Linked DNA regions of Pan troglodytes: region 1 is linked to region 2. The links are chromatin contacts, called in public HiChIP or PLAC-seq maps. All regions are on one chromosome and are shown on one strand. Each heading gives the region's core, a stretch centred on a gene start, on an enhancer-like site or on the middle of the called end of the contact. The rest is flanking DNA. Distances are from core to core; before and after follow the strand shown. Region 1 holds the start of NXN (nucleoredoxin). Region 2 holds the start of LIAT1 (ligand of ATE1).

Region 1 (5,841 bases), core at 265-2,764, 540 kb after region 2:
TTTCTGACTCCATTCATTACAAAATGTCCTGGATGTGCTTTATTATCACAGAGACAGACATCCTCACCCAAGGGACACACTCAGAAACCCAAACTCAACTCGGCAGCAAACTGGGAGACACGAGAAGTTGACAGCAAAGTATCCATTTCCCCAAATCCTCCTTCTTCCAGTCAATGTGCATCGATGGGGTCAACTCAGCCCTTAACTCGAAGACCCCGGGACCACAGGGGCCACCACGCAGCTGAGCTCTGCACAGCCCGGGCTGTTCCCGCGCCCGGGAGGCGTCTGGGGAGGAGACTGGACGGCCAGACAATGCAAAGCTCCCCGGTGGCCGCGAACTCAGCCTGGGGCGGGGGGGGCGGGGGAGGCGGGGGCGGGAGACGGAGCCGTGAGCGCCCTTCTCGGCCACAGCCACGGCCACGGTCACCGGCCGCCTCTCCTGACCTCGGCCTCGGCCCCCAGGTCCCCGGTCCCCGGGGAAGGGGCTCCGGGAAGGCAGGTTTCTCCCGGAAAGAAAGGAAACGCGCTGGTTTGGGCACCACGGGCGGGGGGCGCGCACCCTCCCCTCCCCTCCCCTCCCCACTGTGGGAATCCGCGGGGGTCGGCGGCGGAGGCAGGAAGGGCCTGGCGCCTCTGCTCGCGGGTGAAGGGGTCGCGGAACCGGGATCCCCGAGCGCAGCCGCCCCCACCCGAGGCTCCCAGCGTGTGCGGACGGAGGGGCTCCAGCCGGGGTCCCGGGGGCCGAGGGGGGTCCAACTTTCCAGGGCGGGCGCAGCGCAGCACTCGAACCAAAGAGGGGTCCTGGGATGAGGGTGCGGGCACAGCGCGGAGAGGGAGGGGAGGGGGGGCAGAGGCGGGGACGGCGGGGTGGGGGGCGGGGAGAGGACAGTGGGTCGGGGGGCGGGGGACTGGGGGCTGGGGTCAGGGGGTGGGGGGCGGGCAGGGGGACAACGGGGTTGGCGGAGGGCAGGGGTAACGGGGGTGGGGGACGGGCAGGGGTAACGGGGGTGGGGGGCGGGCAGGGGCCGGCGAGGCCCGCGCCGCTCACCTTCCTGTGCTTCTCCTTGTAGGGCAGCGCCAGCCACGGCATGTCCCGCACGAAGTCCTGCCACTGCCGCTGGTCCTGGTCCGAGGACACGAAGACGATCTCCAGGCGCCGCCGCGGCTCGGGCTCCGCCGCCGCCCCGGCCCCCGCTCCCGGCCCCGGCCCGGCCGCCGCGTCCCCCCGCAGGCGCCCGTAGAAGGCGGCCAGGCTGGCGCTGAGCTGCGCGCAGGGGGCGCTGAGGCTGCAGCCGAAGTAGAGACCCAGCAGCGAGATGCCGCGGGCGCCCAGCGAGTGCACGTCCACCTCCTCGCCGCCGCCCGTCACCAGCTTCTCGCCGAGCAGCTCCTCCAGGAAGCCCGACATCCTGGCCCACCGCACGGCGGGCAGGCGGCTGCGACCCCGCTCCACGGTCCGCGCGGCGGGAGGAGGCGGCGGCGGCGGCGGCAGGCGCTGAGGAGAGCGGAGCCCGGCCCAGTAAGGCCGCCCACGCCACGCCCCCTCCGCCTGCCCGCGCCACGCCCCCTCCGCGGTCCGCGCCACGCCCCTCCGCCCGCCCTCGCCACGCCCCGTTTGCGGCCGGCCATGGCCAGAGCTCTCCGCCCAGGCGGGGTCCGCAGCTGCCGGTCGCGGTGCGCGGGGTGACTGCTTGGGCGAGAAGCCGGACCCGAAACGCCGCACTCTCCCTGGAAAGCCCGCGGCCGAAGTGAAGAAAGGAGAAGGGCCCGCTGAGCCGGCGCTTTCCCGGGCTGCAGCCCGGCCCGCATTTTCTCTCCTCCTCAGTTCTAAATTCCCTCCAGACCTCCAGGGATCCCGCCCCCTCCCCGCGGAGCTCTTCACCCTCTTCCTGTTCCTCCTCCCCGGCCTTTCCCTCCTCTCCCTGCACGAAGCCTGACCCTCAGGCCGCTCCGGGACCCACTGACCCTGAGATGCTTATAGGACTCGCCGTCCTCACTGCATCAGGCCGGGCCTGGCTGGACACTGACTCCTCTGTGTGTTCCAAGCTGTTCTAAGGGGGCCCAGGACGCCCTCGCAGCTTCTGGTGGGGTCTGGTTAGGGTGCCAGGTCTCAGTGTGGGATTTCCGTCCAGGGGTCGCCGGGGCCTCTGCCCCCAGCGAATCTGTCTTCCAGCCTCACAAATGGATGCAAAGGACGCCGCGGGGCCTCCAGACCAATGCTGGCCGCGCTCCTGAATCCGCTCCATCCTCATGTCAAGTCTATGGATAGTTGAGAACATTTCTAGAGATTTTTTTTTTTTCCTACCAGCTGGCAGGATGCTCCCCAATGCTTAGGGAGAAGCTGAATTAAACAGGTGGTCTGGGCCGGGCGCGGTGGCTCACGCCTGAATTCCCAGCACTTTGGGAGGCCGAGGTGGGTGGATCACAAGGTCAGGAGTTCGAGACCAGCCTGGCCAATATGGTGACACCCCCCCCGCCTCTACTAAAAATACAAAAATTAGCCGGGTGTAGTGGCAGGCACCTGTAACCCGAGCAACTCAGGAGGCTGAGGTAGGAGAATGGCGTGAAGCCGGGAGACGGAGGCTGCAGTGAGCCGAGATCGCTCCATTGCACTCCAGCCTGGGCAACAGAGCGAGACTCCGTCTCAAAAAAACAAAAAAAACAGGTGGTCCGTGGCGAGTACTCTGGCCACGCAGCGCCTCCCCCCAACCCAACCCACTGGTGCACGAAGCAGGTGCAGATCCGGGCCCAGCCACAGTAACAGGCCGCCGGTGTGGATCAGCTACTGACGACTCAGCGAAAGCAAAAAAATAAAAGCTGAAAACCCGCCCCTCTGAGAGCTTCCACCGCCGCTTCGGAGGGTATTTCCTGTGCATCCATCGCCACCTAATGGAAAGAGTGAAAAATGAGGCCGACCAGACTCCATTTGTGAAAAGACACTGCCGGGACACCAGGCACAATGCTTTTATTTTACAGCAGCTTTCCACATACACAAATGATAGGACGCTTTGCGGGAGCTAATTTAAACCTCAGAATAGAACTTCAAGCTTTTGGCACAAAACGTAAGTGTTCACATCGAAGGTTCTCCGTTTTTCTAGGGTAGAATAAGGAATGGTGCAGGGTTCCAGCTTGGTGAAATGTTACCATATAAAACAATTGGGAGAGGTGGAGATGGGAGCGGAAAGTGGACTGGCGTCTCTACAAGTTATATCCACTTCCTTAGTCACCTGCTGGTATTGCTAATGACACAGGTAAGATCTTTGATGGAGGACCACGTTCGAACACGCTAGAATCCTACTGCGAAGTCGAATTCCACCTTAATTCTTAGGAGACTTTCATGCTGAAAGTCTTTGCCACTGTAGGGACAATATTATAAAACACACACAGAAAGCATCACTTTTTAGTGAAAACTTTATTTATTTATTTATTTATTTTGAGACAGTGTGGGCGGCAAGCCACCCAGGCGCTGAGGCAAGAGACCAAGGACACGAGCCGTTCCAGTATAATAAAATATAAAATAAGAATAGTTATACCAGATATAGATCTTAGATATGCTTATATATGAACATCATTCATCATTAGTTTGTAGCAATTACTCTTTATTCCAATATCATAATAATCCTCGCTCTATAATCATAATCTAGGGAAAACCAGGCCATACAGAGATAGGAGCTGAGGGGACATAGTGAGGAGTGACCAGAAGACAAGAGTGTGAGCCTTCTGTTATGCCCAGACAGGGCTACCAGAGGGCTTCTTGGTCTAGCGGTAACACCAGCGTCTGGGAAGACACCCGTGGCCAGGCAGACTGTGGTCTAGCGGTAGCGTAAGTGTCAAGGAAAAACACCTGCTACTTAGCAGACCAGGAAAGGGAGTCTCCCTTTCCCCGGGGGAGTTTAGAGAAGACTCTACTCCTCCACCTCTTGTGGAGGGCCTGACTGCAGGCTCGCCCACAATTATCCGGAGGCCTAACCGTCTCCCTGTGATGCTGTGCTTCAGTGGTCATGCTCCTAGTCTGCCTTCGTGTTCCATTCTGTACACCTGGCTCTGCCTTCTAGATAGCAGTAGCAAATTAGTGAAAGCACTAAAAGTCTCTAATAATGGTGGAAGCTGTTTCTCTCTTTGTCTCCTCTCTCTCTCTGCCTCGGCTGCCAGGCAGGGAAGGGCCCCTGTCCAGTGGACACGTGACCCACGTGGCCTTACCTATCATTGGAGATGGCTCACTCTCCTTATCCTGCCCCTTTGTCTTGTGTCCAATAAATATCAGTGCAGCCTGGCATTTGGGACCACTACCGGTCTCCGCGACTTGGTGGTAGTGGTCCCCCCGGCCCAGCTGCCTTTTATCTCTTTGTCTTGTGTCTTTATTTCTACACTCTCTCATCTCCGCACACGGGGAGAGACCCACCGACCCTGTGGGGCTGGTCCCTACAGACAGAGTCTCACTCTGTTGCCCAGGCTGGAGTGCAGTGGTGCGATCTCAGCTCCTGCAACCTCTGCCTACCAGATTCAAGTGATTCTCCTGCCTCAGCCTCGCGAGTAGCTGGGATTACAGGCATGCACCACCTCCCAAATAGCTGGGATTACTGGCATGCACTGACTAATTTTTTTGTTTTGTTTTGTTTGTTTGTTTTTTGCAACAGAGTCTTGCTCTGTTGCCCAGGCTGGAGTGCAGTGGCATGATCTCGGCTCACTGCAAGCTCCGCCCCTCCAGGTTTAAGCAATTCTCTGCCTCAGCCTCCGGAGTAGCTGGGATTACAGGCGCCCGCCACCAAGCCTGGCCAATTTTTTGTATCTTTAATAGAGACGGGGTTTTCACCATACTGGCCAGGCTGGTCTCAAACTCCTGGCCTCAAGTGATCCACCCGCCTCAGCCTCCCAAAGTTCTGGGATTACAGGCATGAGCCACCGCCCGGCCTTGGTGAAAACATTTAAAGCTACTCATATGATATATATTAAATTACTAGGCCGGGTGAGGTGGCTTACACCTGTAATCCCAATACTTTGGGAGGCTGAGGCGGGCAGATCATGAGGTCAGGAGATTGAGACCATCCTGGCTAACACAGTGAAACCCCGTCTCTACTAAAAATACAAAAAATTAGCCGGGCGAGGTGGCGGGCACCTGTAGTCCCAGCTACTCGGGAGGCTGAGGCAGAATGGCATGAACCCAGGAGGCGGAGTTTGCAGTGAGCCGAGATCGCACCACTGCACTCCAGCCTGGGTGACAGGGAGAGACTCCATCTCAAAAAAAAAAAAAAAAAAAAAAAAAGTATATATATATATACATACACATACATAGTTACTAGACGTCTTTTGAAATCCTGTAAATGGGTTACAATGTTTTATCATCTCATCCAAATCCTATCTGAAAGGCCCATGCACTGGGTACATGGGTTAGGCACTACTGAAAGAGTGTTAGAGTCCTACACTCCGACATTTTCAAAATTATGAAAACTACAGAAATGTAAAAGGGCCATCAGCATTTACCTGCTACGGCAGCCAAAGGGCAAGAGGCATTTGGTGTGGAGGCCGGTGAAGAGGGAATTTGAGGGGCTGCAAATATTGTAAATATTTGAGTATTAACTTTGGTATACTTGGTGCAAGTCTGATATAAAGAGGAGGTTTCTTCCATGTGTGACTTGTCTTATTTTACAGGAAAGCACTTTCCACTGGAGTGTGTCCAAACCAGCATCTGGCACCTGGGGAAGGGAGAGTTCGAACACACTGCACATGAAATATAAATAAAATTTAGAGAATTGTGGATGCGGCAGGCTTTGGTTAGAGGCCAAATATCACAGCTGCCTTTTAAAGGGGTGCGGAAAGGGGGGATTTGCAATGGAAATGATC
Region 2 (5,489 bases), core at 1,780-4,279:
TCGAGTGGAGATTGTGCCACTGCATGGAAGCCCGGGCCACACAGCAAGGCTCCATCTCAAAAAATATATATATATATATACAAATGACCAGAAAGCACTTTCAAGAGTGCTTGACTTCGTTAATCACCAAGGGAATTCAATTCAAAACCACAGAGAAATACAACTTCTTACCCACTAGAATGGCTAAAATCAAAGGCTGATTTTTCAATGGGTAATGGGGGCTACTAGAGGGAGGAAGGGCTGGAAGATGTGGACTGAGAAACTACTGTTGGGCGTTGTACTCACCACCTGTGTGACAGGATCACCCATACCCCAAACCTCAATGTACTCATGTAACAAACTTGCACATGTACCCCCCGAATCTAAAATAAAAGTTGAAATTAAATAAAAGATAAAATACCATTCCATATCTTTTTAAAAAGACACATTCGGTTATCTACTGTTGCATAACACATCACTCCAAACCTTCGTAACTTAAATAACTACAACCATCGTATTTTCTCTCACAGCTTCTTTGGGTCAGGAATTCAGGAAAGGCTTGTCTGCTTGGGGCTGGCCTGGGGTCTCTCCTGCTGCTGCTGCGGGACGACAGCTGGATGGGAAAAGTGGGGGCTGGAGGAGCTGAGGCATCTTTCTCTCCATACATCTTAGAGGCTCTCCATGTGGACTAGGTGGGGATTTATCAAGGTGTGACAGCCTTGGGGTCCTCAGACTTCTCACTGGGAGGCTCAGGACTCTACAGCAAGCACGTCATGGGCTAAGAAGATGGATGGATGCTGCATTCCCTTTAGGACCTAGCCTGAGAAGTCACACGGAGGCACTTCTGCCACATACTATTGGTTACAAACGAGTCAACAAACCCCTTAAATTGAAGGACAGCGGAATGAGACTCTGTGTCTTGCCATGGGAATGGCAAGATTCTTGAAGAGTATGTGGGACAAGAGATATTACTGCAGCCAGTTTTATTTTATCATTTTATTTTATTTTGAGATGGAGTCTTGCTCTGTCGCCCAGGCTAGAGCACAGCAATTTTATTTTATTTTATCATTTTATTTTATTTTGAGATGGAGCCTTGCCCTGTCGCCCAGGCTGGAGTGCAGTGATGCAATTTCAACTCACTGCAACCTCTACCTCCTGGGTTCAAGTGATTCTCCTGCCTCAGCCTCTCAAATAGCTGGGATTACATGCACCCACCACCATGCCCAGCTAATTTTTGTATTTTTAGTAGAGATGGGGTTTCTCCATGTTGGCCAGGCTGGTCTCAAACTCCTGACCTCAAGTGATCCACCCGCCTCGGCCTCCCAAAGTGCTGGGATTACAGGCGTGAGCCACCATGCCCAGCCTCTGCAGCCATTTTCAGATAATACAATCTGTGGAGGGTAAACCTAGAAAGAAAAGCAGGTGATGCATCATACCAAGCCTTGTAAGCCACACTTTGTTATTTTTTTTTTTTAAGACACAGAGGCCGGGCGTGGTGGCTCAAGCCTGTAATCCCAGCACTTTGGGAGGCCGAGGTAGGCGGATCACAAGGTCAGGTGTTCGAGACCAGCCTGGCCAATATGGTGACACCCCGTCTCTACTAAAAATACAAAAAAAAAAAAAAAAAAATCAGCCAGGAGTGGTGGCACACACCTGTAGTCCTAGCTACTAGGGAGGCTGAGGCAGAAGAATCACTTGAACCTGAGAGGCAGAGGTTGCAGTGAGTCACGTTCACGCCACTGCATTCCAGCCTGGGCAACAGAGGAAGGCTCTGTCTCCAAAAAAAAAAAAAGAGAGAGAGAGAAAATCTTGCTTTGTTACCCAGGCTGGACAGCAGTGGTGCGATCTCGGCTCACTGCAGGCTCAAGTTCCTCCACAAGTGCCCCTCAGCGCAGCTGGTTAATTTTTTGTAGAGATGGGGTCTCACTACGTTGCCCAGGCTGGGCTCAAGCGATCCACCCACCTTGACCTCCCAAAGTGTTGGGACTACGGGTGTCAGCCCTGCACAGAGCCCCACAAGAGTTTAGATCTTGATGTAAATTGTGATGAGGAAGCAATGGAGGACTTTTTGGCTTTTTATGTTTTGTTTTTCATCACTGGAGACTTTTAGCAAGAGAGTGAACGGTTTGGTTGTTTTTAAAAGTTTGTTCTAGCAGCTGTGCGGAAAAAGAGTTCGTGGGGAAGGTTTGAAAGCAGAGACCATTCAGGAGAGGACCCAGAAGTCCCAGTGCCAGACACGGCAGTCGGCCCCAGCCTGGGTAAGGGACAAGGGAGAGGGTGGGGGACACGGAAGCCCACCAGGTTTCCGGCCAGTCCAGCGGTTTTGTTCACTGAAGTGGAAAACCATGAAGAAGTAAGTTTGTTTTGGACACATTGGCTTTGAGAGTCCAGGGTAGATGTACGAGGCTGAAACTCAGGCAATAAAAATTGAGGGGAGAATACACAGCATTTAAAAAGGTACAGGAGGCCGAGCACGGAGGCTCATGCCTGTGATCCCAGCGATCTAGGAGGCCGAGGCGGGAAGATCGATGGAGCCCAGGAGTTCGAGACCAGCCTGAAACCAAACATCAAACCTGTTAGCCAGGCGTGGGGATGGGAGGCCAAGGCAGGAGGATCGAGGCACAGGACTGGACGAGATGAGTGTCAGCCCAGGGATTTAAAATCTCTCTGCCCACCCTCCCCTTCCTGCGGTCAACTTGCAGATTCCAACAGACAAAAGCAAGCATGGGCGAACCACCGTGCGCCGCCGTCCCCGACAGAAGCACGCATGCGCACACCTCTGTGTGCGGAGGTTTCCGACAGACGCACGCGTGCGCACACTTCTATGCGCGGAGGTCTCCGCAGACAGAAGCACGCATGCGCACATCGCTGTGCCGGTATCGCCAACAGATGGAAGCACGCATGCGCGCACCGCTGCGTACCTAGCACGCCGACAGATGTACGCATGCGCACACCGCTATGTTCCCGAGGTCCCCGACAGAAGCACACATGCGCACACCGCTGTGTGCCAAGGTCGCCAAAAGACGGAAGCACGCATGCGCACACCGCGGTCCGTGGGGCACCGGGCGGAAGCGTCCTGACTGCGCAGGCGCAGCAGGGGTGGTCGCCATGGAGACGCGTGGCCCTGGCCTGGCGGTCCGCGCTGAGAGTCGCCGACTAGTCGGCAGCGGGCCTCGGGCGCCCCCGGGGCGGGTTGGGTTGCAGCCCAGCGGGCGGATGGACCGCCGCGGTGGGGCGGGGACAGTGGGGTACAAGGACAACGACGGCGTGGAGGAGGAGCGGGAGGGCGGCGCCGCGGGCCCCTGGGGGTCTAGACTGCCCCCCATCACAGGCGGCGCCTCCGAGCTGGCCAAACGGAAGGTGAAGAAGAAGAAAAAAAGGAAGAAGAAGACCAAGGGGTCTGGCAAGGGGGACGGTAAGAGGAGCAGCTAGCCCGGCTGCGTCAGCTCCGGTTCCCTGGAGACTCTTTGGGGACCCCCCCCCCATTTCACACATGCCCGTCAGCAGCACGTTGATGCCCCAGCCCCACCCATGGAGACCATCCACCAACTCTGCGGTCCCTTAGCCCCACACAGAGACCCCTACAGATATCCACCATTCCTAAGAGCCTTCCAGCCCCACACAAAGACACCCTCTCAACTTCCTAATCCCTCAGCCAAAACTGGCAATCTTAAACGTCTGCACCTTCCCCACAGAGGCCCTCCTCACAAGACACTTTCCCCACCCCAAACACATTGATGCCACATGAAAGGCCCTCACTCTCATGCACAGAGAAGGGCAGACTCCTGCCTCCCCTCCTCACACCCTCTTGCGTTAAGGCTGCCTGCCTCTGGATGCGCGGTAGACACCCACACCCACAGACGTGTGTATTAAAGGTCCTCGCTGCATGGGCTCCCCCTCGCACCCACCAAGGGGCAGCCTTGGACTGCACAAACCCCATGACACCAGTCACTGTGACATCCTCCGATAATCCCTGACACCCTCAACCACTCCCCGCTTCATATCAGTGTAAGACCCACAGTGAAACTAAAGGGCGGGGGACACCCTCAACCACTCCCCCCACCTTCTATCAATGTAACACCAACAGTGAAACTAAAGGGCGGGACGCAGTGGCTCACACCTGTAATCCGAGCACTTTGGGAGGCCGAGGTGGGAGGATCACTTGAACCCAGGACTTCCAGGCTGCAGTGAGCTATGATCGCACCATTGCACTCCAGCCTGGAAAACAAGCAAGAACCTGTCTCTTAAAAAAACAAACAAACAAAAAAAACTAAAGCACAGATCCCTGTCATGCACACACATTCATAGTCTACACACACAGACACAGACTGTTAATACGTTATACATTGACGTGTGTAGTCATATGCAGGCAGGAATTGCAGTCTCTCTCAGGGACACCTTCACAAACACACATACCCTACCTGCCATAAACCCCAGTCCCTACATCTCACCAAGCTCTTCTTGTAGAACCCCTAGATTTCTTGACAAGGGGACTGAGCACCCACTTTGAGGAGAGAGAGCACAGCAGTGACAGAGAATGCAGGTGCCCGTGAGTGCTGTGAGGCCACTGTCGCCCGTGTGGTCCACCTCAGTGGCTTTGGCTGTCTGGGAGAGGGCTCTAAGCTCCAGTTCTGGGGCCTGGCCCTCTGTGGCAGAGCTGGCACCAAGGCAAGCAGGAGGCAGAGTGGCAGCCTCGCCCATATGGACCGTGCAGTGTGGGAAGGGAGCAATGGGAAGATGATAAGTACTTCTCAGGCGTAATACAAAGGCAAGAAAATTCTGCAGTTCAGGTCAAGAAGCCCTGTGTGGCTGGGCACATGGCTCACGCCTGTAATCCCAGCACTTTGGGAATTCAAGACCAGCCTGGCCAACATGGTGAAACCCCGTCTCTACTGAAAATACAAAAATTAGCTGGGCATGGTGGCAGGCACCTAGATTTGCTTGAACCTGAGAGGCGGAGGTTGCAGTGAGCCAAGATTGTGCCACTGTGCTCCAGCCTGGGTGGCAGAGTGAGACTCAGTCTCAAAAAAAAAAAAAAAAAGCCCTGTGTGTATCTGCAAAAAGAAATTTGGCAGTTCATTGTCCTTTTGGCGTAGCTTTTCACTGTAGAAATTACAGTGACATGTGCCTCATACCGTCAGCAGGGGGAACCAGATAGTTTCCAGGGCGTAGCAAGGGAGGGAAATGTCAAAAGATGATTTCTTTCTCTCTCCCCTAAAATAAAAGGACGAGCTGATGAGAGAACCACAATTTGTAGCATTTTATGTGCACGTTAAATAATTCTGAAGTGCTATTGATGTTAAAAAAAAATCAGTACAAGCCATACAGCAGAAGTATTTCTGGCTTGGCATAATACTGCTTTCATCAGTCAAATTTAGGAAGCTTTTCTGTTGTTTTCCGTTCCTTCCATCATAAAGTGTCTAGACTAGGGTAGAGTCACAGACTCCCAGAACTGGGAATGGCCGTGGTGAGCACATGGCGAGGATGGATGGGGGCAGCATGGCCCAGTG

Evidence for each region. HiChIP or PLAC-seq counts read pairs in DNA pulled down with a chosen protein or histone mark.
Region 1: a contact with region 2 is called in an H3K4me3 HiChIP or PLAC-seq map of stem cell-derived excitatory neurons, with 13 times the contacts expected there. The contact joins the promoter of NXN here to the promoter of LIAT1 in region 2. A contact is called at or near these places in 1 of 7 Hi-C or Micro-C datasets (stem cell-derived neural progenitor cells) and 1 of 1 datasets of contacts at active chromatin or transcription factors (stem cell-derived excitatory neurons).

What each region holds. Positions count from the first base shown.
Region 1 is chr19:11,450,243-11,456,083 of NHGRI_mPanTro3-v2.0_pri, forward strand. It overlaps NXN (nucleoredoxin), which reads right to left and starts at 1,515. Exons shown (of 8, transcript XM_016931115.4): 1 at 1,049-1,515. The coding sequence starts at 1,408.
Region 2 is chr19:10,906,053-10,911,541 of NHGRI_mPanTro3-v2.0_pri, forward strand. It overlaps LIAT1 (ligand of ATE1), which reads left to right and starts at 3,030. Exons shown (of 2, transcript XM_016931094.4): 1 at 3,030-3,394. The coding sequence starts at 3,088. All of the region lies in intron 1 of RPH3AL (rabphilin 3A like (without C2 domains)), which reads right to left.